Regions from separate parts of the Mus musculus genome. Here all the other regions are linked to region 2. Evidence: chromatin contacts called from public promoter capture Hi-C data. All regions are on one chromosome and are shown on one strand. The core of a region is the stretch at or near the end of the contact, and the rest is flanking DNA. Distances in the headings are between cores, read along the strand shown.

What was found. Promoter capture Hi-C pulls out the DNA fragments that hold promoters and counts their contacts. Capture Hi-C pulls out chosen DNA fragments and counts their contacts.
Region 1: a contact with region 2 is called in a promoter capture Hi-C map of liver. The contact joins the enhancer-like site here to the promoter of Tedc2 in region 2. A contact is called at or near these places in 8 of 39 promoter capture datasets (the C10 cell line, the HPC-7 cell line, cranial neural crest and 5 more), 7 of 484 Hi-C or Micro-C datasets (bone marrow-derived macrophages, cerebellum, germline stem cells and 3 more), 7 of 115 datasets of contacts at active chromatin or transcription factors (SST interneurons, bone marrow-derived macrophages, craniofacial prominence and 4 more) and 3 of 9 other capture datasets (adipose tissue, liver and pancreatic islet).
Region 3: a contact with region 2 is called in a promoter capture Hi-C map of adipose tissue. The contact joins the promoter of E4f1 here to the promoter of Tedc2 in region 2. A contact is called at or near these places in 16 of 39 promoter capture datasets (the 3T3-L1 cell line, 3T3-L1-derived adipocytes, the C10 cell line and 10 more), 2 of 484 Hi-C or Micro-C datasets (bone marrow-derived macrophages and regulatory T cells), 4 of 115 datasets of contacts at active chromatin or transcription factors (effector CD8 T cells, embryonic limb bud, fetal liver and 1 more) and 4 of 9 other capture datasets (adipose tissue, embryonic stem cells, liver and 1 more).

What each region holds. Positions count from the first base shown.
Region 1 is chr17:24,373,978-24,376,996 of GRCm38.p6, reverse strand. It overlaps Abca3 (ATP-binding cassette, sub-family A (ABC1), member 3), which reads right to left. Exons shown (of 33, transcript NM_013855.3): 8 at 2,494-2,753; 9 at 517-633; 10 at 212-332. Among named protein-coding and RNA genes, the nearest start is that of Gm25618, 13 kb to the right of the region's middle. Within about 2 kb of position 1,681, at least 9 of the 459 cell types and tissues checked have an H3K27ac peak or open chromatin away from gene starts, as enhancers often do. A contact at or near this core is called in liver and trophoblast stem cells, where this site is marked.
Region 2 is chr17:24,219,466-24,222,271 of GRCm38.p6, reverse strand. It overlaps Tedc2 (tubulin epsilon and delta complex 2), which reads left to right and starts at 1,421. Exons shown (of 10, transcript NM_028056.2): 1 at 1,421-1,581; 2 at 1,657-1,755; 3 at 1,962-2,020; 4 at 2,139-2,541. The coding sequence starts at 1,532.
Region 3 is chr17:24,454,083-24,457,072 of GRCm38.p6, reverse strand. It overlaps E4f1 (E4F transcription factor 1), which reads left to right and starts at 1,681. Exons shown (of 14, transcript NM_001301784.1): 1 at 1,681-1,938. The coding sequence starts at 1,785.

The DNA.
Region 1 (3,019 bases), core at 432-2,931, 150 kb before region 2:
GGAGGCCCGCAGGCTATACTGTACTTCTGTCTGCCTCTCCCTCACACCAGTCATATTAAGCCTCAGCCTTTCAGGAGTTCTCTCTTCAGTTCAGCCTCTGGGTCATCAAAAACAAACACCCTTTAACCCCTTAGCTGTGCATAAATCCCCTTAGTTTCCCTAGACTTGGGTTACCCTCACCCTCTGGCCTAAGGGGAACAGCAGGGCTCACCTTTACTGAAGAAGGTGCTGACCATGAAGCTGAAGGAAATGGAGGAGATTGCAAAACACAGCAGGAACGCCAGGACCAGGGAGGGGTCGCTGTTGGAAAGGACTGCTATGTCCTTCTTCACCTGCAGGACAGGCCGGCCAGGTGAGGCAGGGAAGGCAGAAATGAATCGGGCAGGTCTAAAGGTGTGGGTCAGGGGAAGGCCCGCTTGTCTTCGACAGCAGGGGAAACACTTGCCCTGAGGTCAGGGGCCATGAATGGTCTCCGCCCCCTCTTCTTTCCAGAGCCCTCATGGAAGCCACACTTACTTTGACACAGAACAGGAGGGTCATGAAGGAGACCACGATGAGGAAGAATAGGAAGAACATGAGGAACCAAGCGCTCCAGTGTAGCCAGCTGTTAAGCCCCATCATGCGCATGTACTCCTGTGAATGGGAGACAGCATCACACAGTTGCATGCGGCTAGCTTTCCTCAGAGCCCCACGTGTGCCGGTCTGCTTACATAAGGACAGGGCCATGTATAGAGCAGGAAGGTAGACCAGGATACCTGTGCTATAGAGCACAGGCAGGAATTATCCAGCACACATGAGGGGAAAGAGAAGGCTGTGGTCGGGCATGCTTTGTCCAACAGCTCTTAGCCCTGTGGTCTACAGATCCACCTCTTTTCTATCTTTTATCAGTGGCACATGCTACCCTAGCTGGGAGGCTGTCCCTGATAGTCAACTCCAGATTAATTGCCTCTTCTTCCTAAGTCATGATGGCCTGCCCTATCCTCCAGCCCACTACTCAGTGTGGTGTGGCTCTGCTCTATTTCATGAGCGCGAAGTCACTTCCCAACTGCGCCCACTACGCTCTGTCATGCTGGGAAACCCCCTTCTCTGCTTGTGCTTCGTTCAGGTCTGACACAGGTACCCAATAGATGTTAAGTTGATGAATTCTCTAAGTCCTTCAGGGAAGCCTTATATGCTGTGGAGCAATTCCAGACTCCCAAGCGATGCTCCCAAGTCTTCATTTTGCTTCAGCTGATTCCCAGAAGCCAGGGGGATGGCAGCTGGCATTAAGGTCCAGAGTCGAGGCAGAGGCAGGCAGATTTCTGAGTTCGAGGCCAGCCCGGTCTACAAAGTGAGTTCCAGGACAGCCAGGGCTATACAGAGAAACCCTGTCTCGAAAAACCAAAAAAAAAAAAAAAAAAAAAAACCAAAAAAAAAAAAAAAGTCCAGAGTCCTGAAGCCTGGCCCCTCCCACTGTTGGCAGAAAGACTCTGCAGGTCATACTGTCCACACTGCCAGCAGCCTCCTGGGCTGTGAGCCTTGACAAGTGTGTGGCTGAGGACATGCATTAAGAGAGCCGAGCATCCATTCATTTTCGTTCTCACTTTGAAGGAGAAGCCCAGAACCCTTAGGGAAGGGTGCTTCCTGTCTCTGTGGAAGAACAGGGTAAGGTGATGTGGAACACTCTGAGCACCCCTCCCCCCCCCTCTCTCTTGTTTATCAGGCTGTCAGGAAGTGCCACAAGGAAACCCAGTTCCTGAACTGAGCAGTGCTGCTTTGGGCTCTGGGAATCTAAAGCTGGACTGCCAGTGGCTAGGAAAGGAAAAACTCAGCTCTTTGCTGGCAGTGGGGCCCACAGGTGGAGTTTTTACATTCTTGAAGCCCTGAGTTCCATTTCCAGCACTGAAAACAAAAATCAAAACCAAAAAAACCCAGGAAGATCTTGGAGGAGTTAGCAGAAGGAAAAAACATAGTCAAAACACATATGAAAAAACTTTTTGAAAAAAACGAAACAAAAAAATTATAAAGATAATAATATAAAACAGAAACAAAAACAAACAGACAAGAAACAATGAAAAGCAAACCAGGCAGTGGTGGCACATGCCTTTAATCCCAGCACTCAGGAGGCAAAGGGAGGCAGATCTCTGAGTTCAAGGCCAACCATGCTGACAGAGGGAGTTACAGGACAGCCAGGGCTACACAGAGAAGTCCTGTCTTGACAAAACCAAATAAAAAAACCAAACCAAGCGGAAAACCCCAAACAAACAAAAACCAACAACCCCAAATCCAGCTCCCCAAGTGCTGCACGGAGACTGTGGACCAAGGGCACACCCACTACCAGAATCTAAGCATAGCAGCTGGACTTCCTAACCTTGTGTCACAGCAGTGCCCATACTGAGCCCTGGCTCTTATGGTCCCAGCACACAGGGCAGCAGCCTTGAGACAGGCCAATTCTTTTGAGGGAGTCCCAGGACCCAGCATTCTCAGACTGACTTGCCATGCACAGAGGGTTACCTTTAGTTTTTTCTCCTTCTCCTGCACCACAGCCCGGATGATGGTGAGGGAGGTGTAGGTGAAACTCAGCATGAGCAGCAGAGGAAGCTGGTACTGGATGGCAATGAGGAATGGATCTGAGATGTATGGTGGGAACGGGAACCTTTTGGTGATCACCATGAGCTTCTGGAACAGCTGCTGTGCAGAGGTGTTGGCATGGTAACGCATGATGGCTTTGTCTACAGCATGTTGCATGGCCAGGAAGCCTTCCCGAATGTATCCTGAGTTCAGAAACAGAGGACAGCTGTGTCATGGTGCTGCTCATGAGAGGGGTATGCTTTGAACAGACAGACTTCCCTGAGTCTGCAGAGGGAGGGCCAGAGGAGGCAATGGGTAACTTTACCTGATACCCTACTCTGTGGACCACTAATAGCATCTGACAACATTCAGTGGTCACAAGGAGAAGAAAAAACATGCCACATATTGCCAAGTGACACTTCTACTTCATAATTAACATAACCCACACAAAATCATAAATATGATCATA
Region 2 (2,806 bases), core at 172-2,671:
CTTCTATGAAGTCTTAGTCTCCACAGGTCTTAAGTTTCCCTGGGCTACTGGAGGCCCAGTGTAAGTAGGGGTGCCCATCTTCTATCCCAAATATGACAGTGGAACTGCCTAGATCTCAGCCCCTTTCCCACTTGACACTGGGCTAACTTTCTTGCTCTTTTTGTACAGAAACAACCAGGGTTACCTTACTTCTTGGGCTCTAGAACTAATAATTTATATCACCAGTACTGCTGAGCACTGTTCCCTGTCCTCATTTCTTTCAGCAGCCAAGCACATTTTTCACCGTAGAAACAAATGGAAAAGCTGTGTCTAGTGGCAGGCTTCTAAGAGGTGGGAGAAGGAGGCTGCAGAGGCAGCTCATTGGTTTGTAGCATTTGCTGCTTGACCAGAGGACCTGAATTCAGATCCACAAACCCACTCAACCATCTATAACTCCAATTTCAGAAGATCCAGTTCCCTCTTCAGGCCTCCTTGGGCACTAGGCATGCAAGTTGTACGTTGACATACAAGTTTTTTAATTAGGAAATAATTGGGCCGGGCAGTGGTGGCACACACCTTTAATCCCAGCACTTGGGAGGCAGAGGCAGGTGGATCTCAGAGTTGGAGGCTAACCTGGTCTACAAAGTGAGTTCCAGGACATCCAGGGCTACACAGAGAAACCCTGTCTCGAAAAACCAAAAAAGATAAAAGTAAAAAATAATTGAAATGGAGACAGGAAGGTCATGAGTTCAAGGTCATCAGATACATAGTGAATTGAAGGCCAGCTGAGACTACATGAGATTGCACAAACTGACTTGATGGAGAACATAATGTACTGATAATCTATGCCAAACAAGTCAATATTAACCATGTATTGACAAGCTGGCCTAGCTTGGTAGATCTTTGAGGGCAAAGACCATTGCTCTGACCCTTAGCTGCTGTGTTTGCATGTGTCCTATCTACGGCCTCCTGGCCATTCTCTGGGCTTCAGCCTCCCCTCCGCCTATCTATCTACTATCTGACACTCCTCTGTCTCTTGCACAACCTTCCATGACGTAGAGCAGCTTAGCAGACCTATTCTAAGTGCCACATGCTCCAGATTCCCTGGGCTTCATTGTTCACGTCTGGCGCCTGACATTCCTAAGATGTTCCTTGACCCAGTTCTAGCATTGTCTTCTGGCCATATGCTTGATTGCTAAGTCATCCTGGAGTCAGCAAGACCGCTTATCTCTGCTTTCAAAGTAGGTTCGGCAAAACCTGGTTAAGACAAAAAACCAAACTTTAGAGGGTCACGGATGCCCTGTCAGAAGAGCATTATCTGATTAGCCAAATCAGAAGCTATCTTATCTACAGTGGCACTGTCCAGGTTCCAACAGAGCCTTTGCGTCCTCCCGTGGGAGGGGTTAGGGCGGAGTCTGGGATGATGGGTGGAGCTTGAGATGGATTCGCGTTTTGGAGCTGGACTTGCAAGCTGTGCTCAAGATTGGGTAGCCTACCCGGAAGTGGGCGGCCTTCTGCCCGGAAGGCGCGGGACTCCTTGGCGGCGGCAAAAATGCTTGGTGTTAAAGGAAACTACCTACTACCCGCAGACTGCGCTCACCGGTGGGTCTCGTGCAACGGAAGGGAATTGGGCGGACGGGAGCGAGGTTCGGAGGCTCACATAGTACCTGTCCTCAGGCTGGTAGCGGAGCTGCAGGGCGCCTTGGACTCCTGCGCCGATCGGCAGCGGCAGTTGGAGCGGAGCCTGCGCGTTTCCAGGAGGCTGCTGCAGGTCTGGTACGCGGACCCAGGACCTCCTGGCCAGTCCCTCCTCGGACCATCAGGATTATGCAGAGTCCCAGGGCCTAGAAGGCCAAATACAAATGCATGCTTTTAGACTCCGGTTGCCATTGCTATCCTTACCCCTTATCCAGGGTCTGAGGCTGGGAATCTGCTTAGGGATAGAATGTTTGGACCATACCATGGCTGCCCTGTCTTTGCAGGGAACCAGCCAGGACCCCATCTCCAGTTCCAGAAACCAAAGAAGAGGACCCAAGTCCAGGTAAACGTTAGCTGCTTTTTATGGGTGCTGTCCCTGGCCTTTCTCTGGCTTGCTGTCATGGGGGAATCCATCCTGGGACAGTGAGGAGGAATTCTTGCATGGTTCTTGACGTTCATAGCATGTGCACCGAGTTCTCAAGATCTCGAGGAGCTGGAACTTTTGACCCAGGCTCTGGAGAAGGCTGTACGTGTGAGGAAAGGCGTGTCCAATGCTGGACAAAGAGACAGAACCCCCACTCTGACATCTAAGGCAGCCACTTCTGGTGCCGCTGCCGCCTCCCATCCTCGGGCTCCCAGCCGGGGTGGCAGCCGTGTATTGGGTACAAGATCCACCAAGGGTATACAGCGGGCCACAGCCCCTCCCAAGGATTACCCTGAGCACAGACTACGATCAAAGGGTGATAAGACCCATGTAAGAACACAAGACCAAACTACTGGGTATGGACCAGACCTCAGGGACCAACAAATGACCCCGTCATCTGCTCATCACACCACAGAACTCTTCGCATTAAAGGAGAAGGGGTAAGCTTCCCAGACGCTCGTATCCTGACAGGGCATTGAGCTGGTTGAGGAAGCCCCTGGTGCCGACCCGTAAGGGTCATGCACTGAAGCAAACAGGGCAGAACAGGGTTGGGATGGTATCAGGTTTGTCGTTCTGGAGCCTAACCAGCCCATGAGCTCTCTGGACTGGGCGAGCACCCACCCTCCTCCAGAAGCCGTTTTCAAAAAGCTTGTCAGAATTAAGCTGTTAAAGGAGAGGAGGTGAGAAGGTTCGCCCCAATGGGTT
Region 3 (2,990 bases), core at 432-2,931, 230 kb before region 2:
ATAGATACAAGTTGACTGTAAATGAAATATAAATGCATTGTTTATACGATGCATTTCAATATTATTCAATAACTCACTTTCTGTTTCTCTCTCTTCTCCCCCTTCTCTTATGTCTTAGGCTGGCTTTGAACTCCCTATTTAGCTAAGGATCATCCCCCAAATGTTGGGATTAACCTGAGATACTCTGTTCATTTTTTATTTTATTTTATTCATTTTGTGCTTGATAGGTGAGCTGGCTACCAAAATGAGCTACAGTCAGTACAGGTTTTGATGATGAAAATGTTCTAGAACTAAGTCAGGCATATTCCCAGCACCAAGTTACCGGGGCCACCGAGTTACTGGCCACAGGGAGCTACAAAGCCAGACCCTGTCTCAAATCGACCAATGAACCAATCAGTTAACCAATTTTGGTGATAAGCGCTCAACTCAGTCGGTGTACTAAATGTCACAAATGGTCACTTTTATGTATACTTTTCAATACTTTTCATATACCGAATAAAAGTCTTGGGGCTGGCTCGCTGGCTCAGTGGGTAAGAGCACTGACTGTTCTGAAGGTCCTGAGTTCAAATCCCAGCAACCACATGGTGGCTCACAACCACCTGTAATGAGATCTGACGCCCTCTTTTGTTGTGTCTGAAGACAGCTACAGTGTACTTATAATAAATAATCTTTGGGCCAGAGTGAGTACAGACTGAATGAGCGAGGTTGACTAGAGCAAGCAGAGGTCCTAAATTCAATATCCAACAACCACATGAAGGCTCACAACCATCTGTACAGCTACAGTGTACTCCTATACATAAAATAAATCTTTACAAAAAAAGTCTTTGGAAAGGAGCACTCGAACTATCTCCAAATGGAGTTCTTTCTCATGCCCAGGAAATTCTGACATTGCAACCCAGGTCTGAGTCCAGGATTCTATATTGGGTAGCAACCCTAAAGAGTTCAGATTCTCTGGGCGGCTAAGAACACATTGGCTGTGTATCTAGGTTCATTTCCCAACACCTACATGTAACTTCATCTGTAATTCCAGTTCCAGGTCAGACACCCTCTTCTGGGCCCCACGGGCGCTAGGCATGCACGTGGTGCACAGACATGTATGCAGACAAACCATACTACATTAAAAAAACAAAACAAAAAAGTGAGAGAAGGGGTTGGAGAGATGGCTCAGCGGTTAAGAACACTGACTGCTCTTTTGAAGGTCCTGAGTTCAAATTCCAGCAACCACATGGTGGCTCACAACCACCTGTAAAGAGATCTGACGCCCTCTTCTGATGCGTCTGAAGATAGCTACAGTGTACTTAATGAATAAATCTTTAGGCCTGAGCGAGCAGGGACTGAGCAAGTGGAGTTGACCTGAGCAAGTGGGGCAACCAGAGCAACCGGAGCAAGCAGAGGTCCTAAAAATTCAATTCCCAACAACCATATGAAGGCTCACAACCAGCTGTACATGTACTCATATACATAAAGTAAATAAATCTTTTTTTAAAAAAGTGAGAGAAAGGGAGAGTTCTTACTCCACGGATAGTTCACTTTGGACCAAGTCCTGCCAATTTAACACAAGCCACGCCCACTTCCGCCCTGATGTCTGGCGCTGATGGCTCTCAAAGAGCCAAGCTCCACCTCTACTGACGCGCTAGACCGCAACCCATAGCCCCGCCTTTTTGCCTGTCCGTCAAATTCGTTTTTGTCCCGCCCCCTGCCTGTCGGACACGCAGCCCTCGGTGCGGCCCGTTGTTATGACGACATGGTCGTAAATCCGCCATCTTCCTGTGGCGCGTTGCGACATGGAGGGCGCGATGGCAGTGCGGGTGACGGCCGCTCATACGGCAGAAGCCCGGGCCGAAGCCGGGCGTGAAGCGGGCGAGGGCGGGGTTGCGGCGGCGGCGGCCTTGTCCTCCGGCGGCTTCCTTGGGCTCCCAGCGCCCTTCAGCGAGGAAGGTAACGAGCCTACCGAAGCCTGGTGCGGCCGGGGTGCGGGCGGCTCTGTCCGGGCTGCGGTGTACGGTCTCGCCCGGATCCTGGCTACTCGAGTGTCTGTAAACCTTCACAACTCTCACAGGTTTCCCTTCGGACTGCCTCTAACCCGTTGGGCCAGATGCAGAGGCTCACAGGGAGCCCATTTCTCCAGCCCCTTGGGGTCGATCTGGCCAAACAAACATCGCTCGCTCCTCTTCAGCGCCCATCAGCCCTAGCTTCTGCTTCTCCTCTGCCACTCGGGCCTTAGTTCGGGCGGAGCTGGAGACTGGAGGCGGGGCCGCTCTGTCAGACAGGGATTAGGGACCTGACCTGGGGAGGCGGCACCGCCCCACTGAGGACCTGGGCCTTCCCTACGGGGTGGAGCAACGCTTCCAAGAATGTGCGGAACACCCCCCGCTCAATCCGACTTGTACCATTACTTAAACCAAGCTCGAAAGGCGAACTATCATTACTACTATTCACTTCAGAGATGGAGATAATTGAGGTTCAAGGTCGTCCATCTGGTTCCTGTCAAGGATCAGATTGGAGCCGGGGCTGTAACTCCTCTCTTAAACCCTTTAATTTTTCCTAGGAGTATGGCAAAGAGTTAAAATCGTGTCTGTATGCCGAGGGCTGTGTTGGCACCAAGGATTACGTCTCTAGGTGCTGATATTTTTTAGAGGTGGTTTGGGTATCTCCTGTGCATTAGTTCCACGGAGCTGTAGATTTGATCAGACAGGAAGTGGTTTGACAAGTATTACTGGTATATTGCTGCTCTTTGTCATGAAAGAACTCAGTCCCACTGTAATTTTTTTTTCCCTTATTTCAGCTTGGAGAGAGTCAGTTACCGTCTCAGGGAACTCTTTGGAGTTTCTAGGTTTTTTGTTTGTTTGTTTGTTTGTTTGTTTGTTTGAGACAGTGTTTGTATAGTTCTGGCTGTCCTGGAACTCACTCTGTAGACCAGGTTGGCCTCGAACTCAAAAATCTGCTTGCCTCTGCTTCCCAAGTGCTGGGATTAAAGGCATGAGCCACCA